2 separate regions of the Rattus norvegicus genome follow, and region 1 is linked to region 2. Evidence: chromatin contacts called from public Hi-C data. All regions are on one chromosome and are shown on one strand. Each heading gives the region's core, a stretch centred on a gene start, on an enhancer-like site or on the middle of the called end of the contact. The rest is flanking DNA. Distances are from core to core; before and after follow the strand shown.

Region 1 (4,156 bases), core at 1,310-3,809, 96 kb after region 2:
CAGGAACTTGACAGAGAGCAGGCCAGTCTCAAACCCATAGATATCTGCCTGCCTCAAGGTGGGAGCCACCATGTCTCATTCATTACTTAAAGTGGTTTGGTCAGGGTTCAAGTGACTGAGGTGCATATTTTACACATCAAAGCAGACCTGGCCTCCATGTTTTCCCAGCATCCCTCAGTTCTACCTGGCCTATCCTACCTCCAACCTTGAACTTTCAGTCCAAAATCTGGGCTAACCTTCCCCTTTCTAGGGGAAGGCTCTTTCCTATACAATCCAGATGTTTTGTGCTGGCATTCTCTCTCCCTCTGTGTCTCTGTCTCTCTCTCCCTCTTTCCCTCCCTCCCTCCTTTCCCCTCTCTCCCTCCTTCCCTTCCTACTTCCCTCCCTCCCTCCCTCTCTCCTCCTCCTCCTTCTCTTCTCTCTCTTACCCCTCCCCTTCTCTCCCCATGGTGACTTCCCTGGCCTCCTTTCCTGGGGTCAGTGAACTCACCTGCCTGAGAGCAGCTTCCCAATGAACCCGCCTTTAAAATATTCTAATCTGGTTTGAATTGGCTCATTTCACTGGCAGCTGAGAAATAAACTGATCAGATGGTGCCGAAACCCGGAAGCTGGCCATCTCCTACAGAATTTCCCATGGCCACGTATTACGTTGTGATGTCAATTATTGAAAAAGGTTCTATCTTTTTTCTTTTTCCAAAAAAGCATTTAACATTTTAAATTAAACATGCTTGAAACTGACTTTAGTAACTACTGATGACTCCAGTCTTCACGGTGTCTTCCCAGACTTGGTTTAAGATGTCAAAAGCACTGTGGGGGCAGGAGACTTCTTCACCTTGCAATTACTGAGAAATTGGCAGCCATCTTTCCCCAGGGCATGAGATAATCATTTGTCAAGCTCTGTTTACATCTGTAACTGAAATTATTGACTAAAAGAATAGTGTGTCTGCCAGACTGACTTTCATTCAAACACTTGCTTTCTGCAATAGCAAGTTATCTTAGAATTTATGATTATACCTTGTCTTGTCAGGTAAGGGGAAAGAGAGAACAAGGTTCTGGTTAAGCTGGGATGTAGGCAGATGTCAGAACCCCACAAAACCTATGCTAGAGAGGGGAAACTAACACCTCTCTCCCCTGCTGCCTCTGCTCCAAAAGGCAACTCTGGTTTTTAACAAGGAAAGAGTCTTGTTCAAGGTCCTTTTCCAGAGCCAGGGTCGGACTCCCTCTTCTCATCTGATGCTACCTTCTTAGCATGATGTTAAGATGGCTCCCTGCTTTTGCAGGCTGTCTGAAACTAGAAGCAGCAATCCATTAAGAATAATCAGGAGAGGAGGGGATGAGATGTGATTGTGTTCTAAACATGTACTTTTTAAAATTATTCCCTAAAAGGGCAACAATATAAAGTAACTATTTACATAGTAATAGCATTTACACTGTAACAGCATTTACCTTGTACTGAGTAGTTATGCTGGCTAGGCTGGGTTTGGGGTGGAAGCCAAGAAAACTCACTTCTATAGGAAGCAGACTGAACAAAGCCATGAGGGGCAGGCTCCTAAGTAGTATTCTTCCACAGCCCCTGCATCAGCTCCTGCCTTCAGGTTCCTTTCCTCTCTGAGTTCCTATCCTAAATTCTTTTGACGATGAACAGTGAAGTGTAAGCCAGGTTAAACACTTTCCTCCCCAAGTTGCTTTGGTTATGGTGTTTCTTCACAGCCATAGTAACCCTAAGACAGTGGGACGGATAATGTAGAGGTGACAAATAGGCTGAGGGTGTGCATACATTGCATAAAGAGTTTTATACAGGTGGCTGAAGAGATGGCTCAGTGGTTAAGAGCACTGACTGCTCTTCCAGAGGTTCTGAGTTCCAATTCCCAGCAACCACGTGGTAGCTCACAACCATCTATAATGGGATCCTTCTTCTGGAGTTTCTGAAGACAGCAACAGTGTACTCACATACATAAGATTTTCTTTTTCTTTTCTTTTTTTCGGAGCCGGGGACCGAACCCAGGGCCTTGCACTTGCTAGGCAAGCGCTCTACCACTGAGCTAAATCCCCAACCCCCATACATAAGATTTTTATACATATAAAATTTATAAAGGTTTTTGTATCTTTATTGGAAACAAGATTGCACAATACTGCCCCACCTGGCCTTGAACTCATAGAGATCCGCCTGCCTCTGCCTCCTGAGTGCCAGGATTAAAGCGTTTGCTTGGAAACCGTCTTTGAGTGACTGGGACATCCGCAGTATCCACTGTGATCCTAAGATCAGTCCTCTGCAGAAATCCCCAGGTCACTGTATTGATGGAAAGGAGGATGGCAGCGAGGCATCCATCGGCAAAGATTCCAGAAAAAAAGCCTTTGGCATGACTGGGCCTTACACTAAATTTCAAAAACTCCCCCTGACAACCACTCTATTTCTGCCATTAAGTGCAGACCAATTCTGGGGCCAGGAAAGGAAACACTAATAGCGCACCAGCAGGACCCCAAGACCCAGTCCTCCTGGGCCCCGCAATGACGTCACGGCGCGCTGTCATCGCGAGACTCCGCTCGCCCTCCGCGGCTCGCCGCTTCCCAACCGCCCGCGTCCGTCCGCGGCCAGGCAGCGGTGGGGATGGCGAGCCGCGGAGCCAGGGTGGTGACGAGCGCAGCGGCTCCGTCATTGGGCGAGGAGGCCTGAGGGACGGGCTGGCTGGGTGCTTAAGGACACCAGAACCCGCGGCCCCAGCAGAGCGAAGGCAATGGAGTCCAACGTGCCGAAGCGGAAGGAGCCCCTCAAGTCCCTCCGCATCAAAGTCATCTCCATGGGCAACGCCGAAGTGGGGAAAGTGAGTACCGCGTGCTGTGAGGGGCAGGACCTCCGCGTGCCAGAGCGACCTACCCATTGGCTAGCAGAGCCACCACTCAACAGCCTGAAGCTCCGCCTCCTCGCTGTCTGCTCAGCATCCTGAGCTCACTGGGGCTTGCGGCCTCCAGAAGAAAACAATCCTGACCTTTTTGACCTTTGGGTTGCTGGCTCTTTGCTGACGTCACTGTTCCTAAGAAGGTGTCTGGGGTGGCCTCTGATCTTTGATTGTATTTTGGAGGTAGTAAGGAGGCCTAGGTTCCAATGTCGGATGATCAGTTTACGTATCAAATCTTTTTTCAGGGAGAGGGTTGGGGAGAGTGGTTGCCAGCCTTGCTGTTTAAAGTGAGGCAGTGAGGCATCCAGATTTAAAGGGATGCTAGATTCTGAAACATGTAGCCCTGATCAGCCTGGGAGCCTATATTCCCATCACCAGAGCATAACAACCCAGTATGTTTCTGGAGACTTGCACTGGCCACCCAGGATCCTGCGTTTTTAATTTCTCATACTGCCACATCCATTTTTCTCGGAGAAGCCTTTAAAAAAAAATCTTTCAGAGTGTTCCATCTGCTGCTTATAAGCTATTAAACTTCCTCTCAGATGGGAAAGGCAGGGTGACTTAAGGCTTTCCCTAAATGAATTTAGATGCGTATTACTCGTTTTCTTCCCTTAATGTGCGGAAACTTGGTTAAGAATTCCCAAGGTCGACAGACAGTGACAGGGAAGGGATCAGAAGAGGAGTCCTTCAGTAAACCAAATGCAGAAGGCCTCTAAAGAGAAAGTGTACATACTATATAAACCAGTGCCCTGCACTAGAAGACGCTCAGCAAATATTTATTGGTGTTTTACTATTTAGCACGCTCCCATTCTACTTAAGTACCTTCGTGTACGTGTTAACAAAACGTTCGCTGAAGATTAACATTTATTGACTACTAACTATTTTCCAACTCTCTTTTAAAAAGCAGAGAGAGTTGGGAGTATAGATCAGTTGGTGCTGTGCAAACATGGAGAGCAGTTTCACATCCAGAACCCCTGAAAAAATCTTTTAATCCCAGTGCTAAGCAAGCACAGATGGTTGGATTCTGGGACCCACTGACCAAGTAACCCAGCCTAATCAGCAAGCCTCGGGTCCCGAGAGACGTTGTCTCAAAAAGAAAGATGGCTAGCCACTGGAGAATGACACCAAGCACTTGATTAAAACTCCCTTCACTACCTAAATTTTGGCTTTCCGTGTAGATAAATGTTGGACAGTTTTGGAAAATGTGCTTAATACATTAAATGAAACTGTAGCCACTGGTTTATTCACTATTATTTTAA
Region 2 (4,103 bases), core at 1,240-3,739:
AGAGGCCCCTTGACTCCCAGTACTCACTTAGTCTTGATTTCCAAGTCATCGTGGCTTGAGTGGCACATTTCACTGAATCGGGACACAAAGAAGTCATAGCTTCGATGATAGGAGGGGGTGTCCTCTTCAATGTTGGCGAACTTCACAAACTGCCGGACAGAGGGAGAGAAGGTACATGAGAGGCAGTCATGCTGCCCCGTGGTTCTGAGTGTCCCAAGCACCTGCTACAAAAAAGCCACAGACCGGGGGCTGGGGATTTAGCTCAGTGGTAGAGCGCTTACCTAGGAAGCGCAAGGCCCTGGGTTCGGTCCCCAGCTCCGAAAAAAAGAACCAAAAAAAAAAAAAAAAAAAAAAAAGCCACAGACCCAGACATCTGGGGAGCAGCTGGCACATGAGGGGACTTGAGGGGGAGCTGGGTCAAAGCACAGAGCACCTCCTTGACCGAGATCTGGAACAGGAGAGCAAATCTGAACATATGACATGAAAACTGGAAGCACATTTTACAGTTGGAGTTTGGCGTGCTTGGAGTTCAAACACATTTTGGTAGACTCCCTCCCTCCTCATCTCTTTCTCTTTGAGACAGGATTTCGTGTGGCAGATGTTGGCCTTGAATTTGATCCTGCTCCCCTTACCTCCCAGTCGCTAGGATTACAGGTGTTTGCCTCTGTGCCTGGCTTTAGCTCTCATCTCATCTCAGCTGCTGGATTGTACTGCACCTTACGCTTCCAGCTCTAAAGAGGGAATCCATTTCAATCAAGTCCCCCCAGAGAAGCAAGCGCTACATACAAAATAAGCTGCTAAAAAAAAAACCTAATATAATTTATTTTGTTTGATGACATAAATGCTAGCATCCCCCAAACAACTCTACAAGAAGATTAGACTAATGGGTTGGAGATAGAGCTCAGAGGACAGAGTGCTTACTTAGCAGCATAAGCCCTGGGCTCCGCCCCCAGAGCCGGATAAACTGAGTGTGGCAGCCCAGGCTGTCATCCCAGCACTCAGGAGGTGGAGGCAGGAGGATGAGAAGTCTACAGAGCAAGTTTGAGACTGCATAAGATCCCACCTCAAAAAGAGGGCTTAGATTTACAGCACATCTTACAATTTCCTAAATATTGGACAGTTTAAAAAATATACATATTGAAGCCAGGCAGTGGTGGCACACGCCTTTAATCCCAATTCTTAGGATGCACAGGCAGGTGGATCTCTGAGTTCAAGGTCAGCCTGGTCTACTGAGCGAGTTCCTGGACTACATACAGAAAAACCCTGTCCCCTCCCCCAAAAAAACACAAACAAACAAACAAACAAAACTTACACTTTTCTCAAAGTATCCAGTTGATATACTTTCGTATTAATTGCCAAACTGTATCTGTTTAACTACTTGAAAGTTAACTTTACCCTAAGTGCAAATTAACAGCATCCTTGAATCTCATTTATTATAGTTTTAAATTTTTTATTAATTTTTTGAGAATTTCGTACATGCAAACAGCATTTTTATTCAGCCCTGCCCCCGTCCCTGATTCTTCCCGGTTCTGCCTTCCATGCCTCCCACAGCATCCCAACATGTCCTCTGTTTTCTAAAACTTCACTGAGTTCCAATTGTGCTGCTCCTATACTCATGGGTATGGGGCCATCCATTGGAGCATGGTCAACCTACCAGAGCTCACACCATTAAAAAGCAAAGAAAGAAGCAAACCCTCATCCCCACCCAAACCTGAATCTCCCTCTCCCAGAAGCCACCAACTAACAATAGTTCCTAAGCGAGGGTTGGGGCTCTTTAGGCCTCTCCCCGCTCCCTGCCGGACTGTAGACTGGTTTGCTCTTGTACGGATCTTGAGTAGACAGGGACAGTTGCTGGGAGTGGATGAGCCCTTTGGTCCTGTTTCGTTCTGGTCCTCCCTATCTATGTCCCTTACAATCTTTCTCCTCCCTCTTCTGAGATGGTTCCTGAGCCTTGGTGGAAAGGGGGGTAATACGGAATCTCCATTTGTGGTTGGGCACCTCAACCATCATCCACCATACAGAGAAGCCTCTCTGCGGAGGACTGAGAGCTGTGCTAACAATGGGTGGAGAGATAGGAATTTAGAGGGCAGTTTGATACTGTGTCTGGTTAGGGAAACAGTAGTAGTAGGTTTGCCCCTGGGGACTGTGCGCTCTCCAGACATAGGTTTTAGAGCAGATTTATGGTACCAGACATTGGTTGAAGCTGAGATTCTCTCTCTCTCTCTCTCTCTCTCTCTCTCTCTCTCTCTCTCTCTGATAAAGCAGTGGTGAAGAAGGTTTCCATGACAACAAACTGACAGCTCGGAACACAGGACACTTCAAAGGCCAGGAACACCGCTAGGGCCACCCCTTCAAGTTCAAAGTTCCAGCTCTTTCTCTGTAACACAGGGCACCAAGCTTGCTGGAGTGGATCACCAGCCCTCACAATGCCTCTCACAGATGTGCAGAAAACCGGGGGTGATTAAGAGCTTGGTAAACAAAGAGGGAGCCTACTCCAAATAGTGACTCTGCACAAACAGCTCTCCCAGGGCCGGACAAAGCCTGGATGCGTACACTCTGGCACCAACAAAGTGTCTCCAAGCAGAGTCAGCTTTTCCCTCTTCTACAGATGGCTCTGGTCCTCGGTAACTTTCCATGGTCAAAAACAGGGCAGTAGATGGACTTGGGGCAGAGGCAGGACCTCACTTCTCTTGCAGCCTTGGGGCTGAAGGTCTTTTCACTGCCTCTACCCCCCCCCGGGGGGGGGGAAGAAGTACTTCTGCCCCTCTAAGACAGTCAAGTGACAGGAAGGGTCTCATAGCCATTGCTGTTTTGACTTTTATACTGTCTGCTTCTCCTTACTTTTTTTTTTTTTTTTTTTTTTTTTTAATGGCTGTTGTTGCAATAAGGTCTTTACTATGTAGCCTAGGCTGGCCTCAAACTCAATATCCTCTGGCCATGACCCACTGAATGCTGTGGCTACAGCGTATCCTACCATATCTGCTTTCTCTTTTCTTCTCCTGACAGCAAAACCTTAACTAAGTTAAAAGCGATTCAGTGCCTAAAACACATAGTTAAAAGGAGTTGGAAGCCTCTCCTTTCTCTCCCTCCAGACTCCTTAGCTCCCACAAAGCCTCAGATCCCTGTAAGATCATCGTGACACCCCCAGGCCAACCACCCCAAGGCAGAGCAAGGTGGGCACCAGGGTCCCAGTCTGAAATGGTCTACAGTCTAAACTGATGTGAAGCAGAGCTCTTCTGAGGGTCCTGGCAGCTGGTCAGAACATCCAGATGAAGGACAGTGCTCAGACTGCCTCTGAAGGAATCCCCGCCCACTGCACCTGTCTCACTTAGTGTGGCCAACCCTGCTAATCTTCATGGTCATAGCACAGCCACCATTTCATTGGTCAGAGGTGACAAATCACTGGGAATTCCGAGGAATACCTGTCCTAAGCTAGGATTTGCATTGAGAGAGACAAGAACGGCCAACCGCCTGCCTCTGTAGTTGCGGCCTCCACGCATCCAGGGCGTCTAGTTTATTTTCCATGCAGATGCTCTTTCCCAGACTGTAGTTATCTTAAACAAGACAACTAAAGCAGTCCGAGAAGCTGTTGCCGGGGCAACATGACAAAGGGCTTCACCCTTTGCTACAGTGTATGTAATTTGTCAAAGGCAGCTGGTGAAAAGGGAAAAGGAAGGGAAGGGCGTTGGGTCCTGCAAAGGAAACTTAGAGGACTTTCTTCTGTTAAAGCAACTCTTCCGTAGAGCAGGAGGAAAGAAAATTCCTGACCTGTGTGATAAAAATTTAGAGCAAGATGGTTCAGTAAGTCCAGGGGCTTGCTGCTAAGCTTGACGACCCAAGTTCAACCCCCAGGACCAACAAGGTCTTAAGAAGAGAACTAACTTTTGTGAGTTGTCCTCTGACTTCCACATGTTCACTGTGGAATGTCTATGCCCATGCACACACACGCACACACACACACTCATACGCACAGATACGCACAGACACGCACAGACACGCACAGACACAGACACACACACACACATACACACACACTTACTAAAGCTATAGACTAGTTGCATATAAATTTAAGCTTAAAGTATGCACTAAGGGGAGGAACCAAG

Evidence for each region. A called contact is a pair of places that touch in the nucleus more often than the background predicts.
Region 1: a Hi-C map of Schwann cells shows a contact between it and region 2, with 4 times the contacts expected there. The contact joins the promoter of Dnajc27 here to the enhancer-like site in region 2. A contact is called at or near these places in 12 of 12 Hi-C or Micro-C datasets (the A7r5 cell line, the Rat2 cell line, Schwann cells and 7 more) and 1 of 1 datasets of contacts at active chromatin or transcription factors (oligodendrocytes).

The regions. Positions count from the first base shown.
Region 1 is chr6:32,785,676-32,789,831 of GRCr8, forward strand. Dnajc27 (DnaJ heat shock protein family (Hsp40) member C27) reads left to right here and starts at 2,560. Exons shown (of 7, transcript NM_206845.2): 1 at 2,560-2,822. The coding sequence starts at 2,736.
Region 2 is chr6:32,689,897-32,693,999 of GRCr8, forward strand. Efr3b (EFR3 homolog B) reads right to left here. Exons shown (of 23, transcript NM_001427261.1): 5 at 28-149. Among named protein-coding and RNA genes, the nearest start is that of Pomc, 33 kb to the left of the region's middle. Within about 2 kb of position 2,490, at least 22 of the 93 cell types and tissues checked have an H3K27ac peak or open chromatin away from gene starts, as enhancers often do. A contact at or near this core is called in Schwann cells and kidney, where this site is marked.